Regions from separate parts of the Sus scrofa genome. Here region 1 is linked to region 2. A link is a contact called in public promoter capture Hi-C data. All regions are on one chromosome and are shown on one strand. Each heading gives the region's core, a stretch centred on a gene start, on an enhancer-like site or on the middle of the called end of the contact. The rest is flanking DNA. Distances are from core to core; before and after follow the strand shown. Region 1 holds the start of NR2F1 (COUP transcription factor 1). Region 2 holds the start of ARRDC3 (arrestin domain-containing protein 3).

What was found. Promoter capture Hi-C pulls out the DNA fragments that hold promoters and counts their contacts.
Region 1: a contact with region 2 is called in a promoter capture Hi-C map of liver, with 7 times the contacts expected there. The contact joins the promoter of NR2F1 here to the promoter of ARRDC3 in region 2. A contact is called at or near these places in 1 of 5 promoter capture datasets (liver) and 1 of 2 datasets of contacts at active chromatin or transcription factors (skeletal muscle).

What each region holds. Positions count from the first base shown.
Region 1 is chr2:100,446,159-100,449,404 of Sscrofa11.1, forward strand. It overlaps NR2F1 (COUP transcription factor 1), which reads left to right and starts at 1,503. Exons shown (of 3, transcript XM_003354213.4): 1 at 1,503-2,205. The coding sequence starts at 1,746.
Region 2 is chr2:98,443,382-98,446,563 of Sscrofa11.1, forward strand. ARRDC3 (arrestin domain-containing protein 3) reads right to left here and starts at 1,329. Exons shown (of 8, transcript XM_003123783.6): 1 at 771-1,329. The coding sequence starts at 1,050.

The DNA of each region.
Region 1 (3,246 bases), core at 253-2,752, 2.0 Mb after region 2:
CCCTCTCTCTCTCTCTCCCTCTCTCTCTCTCTCTCTCTCCCTCTCTCTCTCTCTCTCTCTGTCTCTCTCTTCCGCCTCTCTCTTTCAATCTCTCTCTTTTTTCCCCCTCTCTCTCTCCTCTTTCCCTTTTCTTACATATTCTATTAGTTGTTTCCACCGTATTCTTCTTCTTTCCTTTTTCTCCCTCCTCCTTGTCTCTTTTACTCCATTCCTGCAGAGGAGTGAGGGCTAAACTTAAGGGAAAAAAAAAAAAAAAAGAGGAGGAGGAGGAGGCACCCCCTTCGTATTCTTCTTATCGTTATTTTATACATATATGATTTTTTTTGGAGGGAGGGTGTTGGTTCCCGGCTGAAGAGCACTTATTTAAAATACTAAAAAAAGAACATTTTTGGGCGATCTCCAGGGTTTTTTTAACTAGCTCTGTGTGTTATAGCAGAAGAAGCAGAAGAAGGAGCAAGAAAGAGGAAAAGAAGAGGATTATTTATTCGACCTACTTTGGATGTCTCTTTCGCTTTTTTTTTTTTTTTTTTTTTTTTGCAATTCTTTTTCTTCTGATTTTTATTTTTTCTATTTCGCTGTGAAATCGTCGCCGGCGTGAATTATCTCGTATTTTTTTCTCCCTCTGTCACCTCCCGAAAGAAGAAGGCAGCGAGAGCCCGGCGCCACCCGCACAACAAAAAGAGCAAAGTGTGTGATCCTCCTCGCTGGCTGCCTTCTGCTCTCCAGCGCTGCCTTCCTGAATGGCTGGCTGCGTCCGGCCCTGGACCTGGCCCCCCGACACCAGCGCGCCCTGATCGCCGCCGGCAGCCTCGCCCCGCGCCCTGCTCGGCTCACCGCGCTCCCCTCAATCCCGAGCCCAGCGAGGGCTCCCGCCGGGACAGCGGCGGCGGTGCGGGCGGCCCCGACCTGGGCTCGCGCTCCTCTGGCTGCAGCCCCGACTCCAGCTCGGACTCCGGCCCGGGCCCGGGCTCCTCCAGCGGCGCTCGGCGCTGCAGCTGAGGCGGCAGCTCCAGAGGCGCCGGCAGCCGCGACCTCCTCCTCCTCCGCCGCCGCCGCCGCCCTCGCCCGCTTCCTCTATGTCTGCTCCGCCGGCGCGCAGCGCGTAGCCCGAGCGGCCGGCAGGCGGGCGGGCGCCCGGCGCGGGTGAGCGAGTGTGTGTGCCAGTGTGTGTGTGCGCGGGGGTGCGGGCGAGGCGGAGGGTGAGTGTGTGCGCGCGCCGTGGCCCATGCCCGCCGCCCCCGGCGCTGCGCCCCGCGCCGCTCCCGGCTGCCGCCTGTGCCATTTCTGATTTTGCAACTTGGGGAAGAAGAAAAAAGCGAGAGAAGGGAGCTTGGTCGCTGGGGGGGGTGGGGAGGGGGGGAAGGAGAGCGTGGCCCCCCAGGATCAGAGCGCGGGGGGAGCGGGCGAGGGGAGCAGGGGTGTTGGGGGGGGAGCCTGAGAGCCTGGGGGGCTGCAAAAAGAGAGAAAGAAAACAGCAGGAACCACAACAAAACGCCAGCAGGGCGGGCGGGCGCGCAGCAGCAGCGGGGCGGCCGAGGCAGTAGCGGCGGCAGCGGCGGCGGCGGCAGAAGCAGCGGCCAGTGCCCGGCTCGGGCTCCGCTCCCGCGACCCCGGGGCGCCGGGCGGGCCCCCCGCCCCCTCCCCCTCCCCCCTTCCCCTTCCCCTTCCCCTCCCAGCGCGCCCGCGCGCCCCACGGCCCTCGGCGAGCAGCTCGGCTCCCCCCAGCGCTCCCCGGGCCCAAAGATATGGCAATGGTAGTTAGCAGCTGGCGAGATCCGCAGGACGACGTGGCCGGGGGCAACCCCGGCGGCCCCAACCCCGCAGCGCAGGCGGCCCGCGGCGGCGGCGGCGCCGGCGAGCAGCAGCAGCAGGCGGGCTCGGGCGCGCCGCACACGCCGCAGACCCCGGGCCAGCCCGGAGCGCCCGCCACCCCCGGCACGGCAGGGGACAAGGGCCAGGGCCCGCCTGGCTCGGGCCAGAGCCAGCAGCACATCGAGTGCGTGGTGTGCGGGGACAAGTCGAGCGGCAAGCACTACGGCCAATTCACCTGCGAGGGCTGCAAAAGTTTCTTCAAGAGGAGCGTCCGCAGGAACTTAACTTACACATGCCGTGCCAACAGGAACTGTCCCATCGACCAGCATCACCGCAACCAGTGCCAATACTGCCGCCTCAAGAAGTGCCTCAAAGTGGGCATGAGGCGGGAAGGTGAATATTTCTTCTGTGCTTCTCTCCCTGAGCTTCGCCCGCCTCCCCGGCCCTCTTTCTTTCTCTCTCTCCGGCGGGGGTGGCTGCTGTATGAGGCTGGGGCTCCTGCGGTCCCGGCCCGTCCCAGCTTCCCCTGTCCCCGCTGCCTTCCTCCCCCGGCGTCCCCCCCCCTTCTCCCCAGCTCGCTGCCGCTGCCTCCCCCTCCCGGCCTGCGCTCCACTCCCCGGCTCCTCCACCCCGCCCGCTGCCTGCTCAGGATTGAGTCCCTGGGATCGTGAGCTGTGGCTTAAAATCCCCTTCCTCTGTCTTGGATGTGCTCGGTGTGTGTCTCTTTCCCGCGTGTGCGTGAGGATGCTCGGGGCTGTGCTGGCATGTACTTGGGGAGGGGTGCTTTTTCCCCCAGAAAACTCTGTTTCTGTGTTTTTTCATTCCACTTTTCCCTCCACCTCTTCATGCCCTTTATTTAAAATGGGGGAGGGCTGGAGACTGGAGTACTCTGAACCATAGATTCATTACTGCATCATCCTTTTGGAAGCTTAGCTTGGGAAAAGAGGAGTGAGATTTATTGCACTTGTAGGTCTAATTAGGGGGGAAGGGGGGCTTCTGGCCTGTTCACTGGTTCCCTCTCCTCTTCACCGAGCTGGGGCCGCCTCCTCCAGAGCTGTGGCCTTGTTTTCACCCCTCTACTTTGAAAGGAAAGTTTGTGACTGAACCGTGCTTTCATAGTGTGTCATTTTTTTTTAAAGCATGATACTCGTTTTATTTCTTCATCAAACTCCACCCTCTGCTTAAATACTGCATACAAATTACAATTTACAGCGGCATTTACCGATCCTTCTGATTTGGCTATAATGCATAGACTGCAGCTGGCATGAGCTTCCACATCATTTAATCCCTGTGTTGTATGGATTTGGTTTCTTTTAACACAACTTTTGATGTTGTATTTAGATATGCTTCATGTTCATGTGGCAAGAGATGCAGCACTTTTCTTATAAATATATCTAGCCATTTACAGTTAAAGTTTATCTCCTGACAATCATT
Region 2 (3,182 bases), core at 79-2,578:
AAATGAGCCGAATACTTTTCAATTCCTTTTGACTGGCTTAGGTTTCATTGAATGCAGTTCCAAAGTTAGGCATGATGCTCAGAAAAAAAAAAATTGACTTTAAATGGCTTCTAAAACCGATTTGAAACATATCATAATGATTGGTATTGTCCTTTAAAATAGAGAAGGCTTGATGTAAATTTCTAAAGGAACTGGAAAGAATAGGGAAAAAACACGTGGGGTGTTCATACCATATGTCAAAATAAGCCACAGAAACCCTTTATCAAAGAACAACAATCAATTCTCTAAAGTCTTTGAGTGTCAATATTAAAAATGAAGTACACCCATTAACCCACTTAAAAATGTTATTTCATTTCTTCATTGAGGCTTAATTTTTAAGATCTAAGGTTCCACAGAACAAGGAAAAAATCTAATATTGGACTGCAGCTTTTAGCAATTCATTTGAAAACGTATCAGTAAAATTACTGCCTCGGATTTAAGCAGAATTTATAAGGTGGAAATAGACTGCAAGCGCGTATGGCACAGATCAAGCCGGGTATAGAGGTAGTTGAATAAGTGCAGTTTGCAGTCACTTTGCAGATGCCTGCATGCATTATGGCTTAACACACGATGAAAGTCAAGGAGAATTCAAATCTTGGCTAACTTTGCTAACATTTATCAAACTGCTATATTTTATGCTAGGAGTAACATTACATTAATTCAGAGAAATTGAACAGATACTTTCCCAAAGAAAATAGGTGTAATAATTTCTGAATAATGTAAAAACTTACCTCTTTCGTGTCCAATTAAGATGTCTTTATGATTGAAATATTCTACTTCTTCAGTGTAATTCTGTGTGTAGGCAGTATTGGAGCCGGCGTTTCTCGATTCGGTCCAGCGTACTTTCGCATGTCCTCTTGCATGAATTTTAAGAGATTTTACTCTGATTTCCCCAGTAACTTCTAAATTCACCCTTCCTGAGACTGTATCCCCACTGGAATACACAGGGACATTGCTGTCATTAAGACAGTCAAAGCTTATTGTCAAACTCTTTACCTTTCCCAGCACCATGTTTGTAACAAAATCTATAAAAAATATAATGTAAGACAAAAAAAAGTCAAGAACACATATAAAATGTGATCTTCACTTAACACTGATCGATGTCTTTGCCGTGCAAAAAGCTTACAGGCAGGATCAGTGATTCTTTACAAACAGTTCATTGAGATTTCTTAAAAAGTCAAGGCAGCAGAGAGGCTGCTGCTCCTCGCTCCTGCTAGTCTCAGTGGTCTCCTTACAAAGACGGGCGGCTGGAACCTGCCAGCTCACTTTAAGAGCAGCTTTGTGAAAAACAACCCCAGGGCGCATGCGCACGCCGCGGCTGCTGTCGCCCTCCCTGCGCGCCCCCTCCCGCGCCGGGCTCGCTCCCTGGCTCGCTCGCTCGCGGGTACAGTAGGTGTACAACCAAGGAAGACGGCAGTGGGGCTGCCGGGAGGCCGAACCTGACTTCTCTTCATTGTGGGTTCCTATTGGTAGGCAGGCTACCGTAAACCCTCGACGTGCTATCTGGAGTCCCTTATCGAGCATACTCCGGCAGAAAGATAATGGCCGAGGGGGCACTGGGGGACAAGGTTGGGTGGGGAACTGTTTGCAAAGCCAAGTAAAGACAAACTGATGAGTGACCAAGCCGGGAGAGTGCGTTACCGGCGCTGTAGGGGTTTGCCCATTCCCCGGAGGGAAGGAAGCAAAAGTGATGTGTGTAGAGAGATGGGGGAAGGGAAGAAACCGGTTGGGCAAGGGCTGCTGAGCATAATCTAATGAATTTCAAAAGAAAATGTAATAAAAACTAGAGAAGCAATGATATTCACGGACAAGAGCATTCTTGGCCTGCACTGTTTGTTTGTTTATTTAAACCAGTGCTTTGTAGGCAGTGAAGAAATGAGCTCTGTGGAGGCCAAATCCAGACTAAAAGAGAATACTACACGGAGCAAGGAAGAGAAGCAAAAAAATGTACTCAGTATGTTTTGCTTTCTCTTCTCTTAATTCGATAGCAATGAAAAGCAACCAGGTTGTTTGCATGATGACATCAGGGGAAAAAAGGTTTGACCACTTCCTCGAAGAAAGAAAAAAGTCCTTTTTTGAGATACCACCTACAGCTAGATTTGCAGGGTATGACATGATTACAACTCCTGTGTCCAAAGGATTAAGAATAGAGTTCGGCCTAAAAAGTACTACCTTATAAAAGGCTGCATCACTGCGTTTTAGCTGACGTAATGTTTACAACAGGATTGAAAAATTTTTGTTAGAAGTTAGTGAGGCGCAGAAGATGGTTCTTTAAGAGAGAATTTGTTATATAAATAGGGCTTAATTCTGTAAAGTTTTAATTTTAACTTTCAGCCTTGGACTGTTCAACCCAGTAATTCTCATAATACATCTATCTTAAGGACAGATACATTTGTCTCTTTATTGTGAACGTTTTGATAGCAAATAACAATGCTTTCATAAAAATCACTGGGATTCAAGGCATAACAGCATAAACCTATATAGATTTTTTGCATTCAACAAAATTGCTTATAGAAGAGAAATATAGGAAGAAAAAATAGTACTCTGGAACTGTATGTGTGTGTGTGTGCGTGTGTGTATATATATATATATATAAGCAAATACACTTTGGAAGATTTTTGGCTGTCCATGTCTAAGCCATTTTAGTTTCTTTGTGCAGTATATTTGGGTAGGTTGAACCAGTGTGTCACAGCACACTAAGCTCATTGGTCTTGCTGGGTTTGTTTGTTTTTTGGGAGGGGGGAGAAACTAAATTTTATTTAGTTGGATCTTAGTTGAAAAGGCAGTATCTTGGAGTCAAGAGCTTTATACAGATTATAAATATGCAGACTATTTAGACAGTTAATTGGCAGGATATTTATCTCTTGATGGAGCTTAGATGGTTGTGTTTAAAACTATGAATCAGAGTGGAAGGAATAGACTCCCCTCCCCTCTTGGTTGACACCTGGTGGCTGTTCTAGTTGTCAAGTGCTTGGCTATTCTAGTTCAAGTACAAGCTTCAATAACCGATACTATTTGGGGTTTTTCGCCACCTAGTGGTAAAAGTGGTGAATTTGTTAAAGTGTTTGACGTTAAGGTGACATATACTAAGCAGCCAAATGACGTTGGACAAAGAATGGATTTAAAAGTGCAGTTCAAAGTGA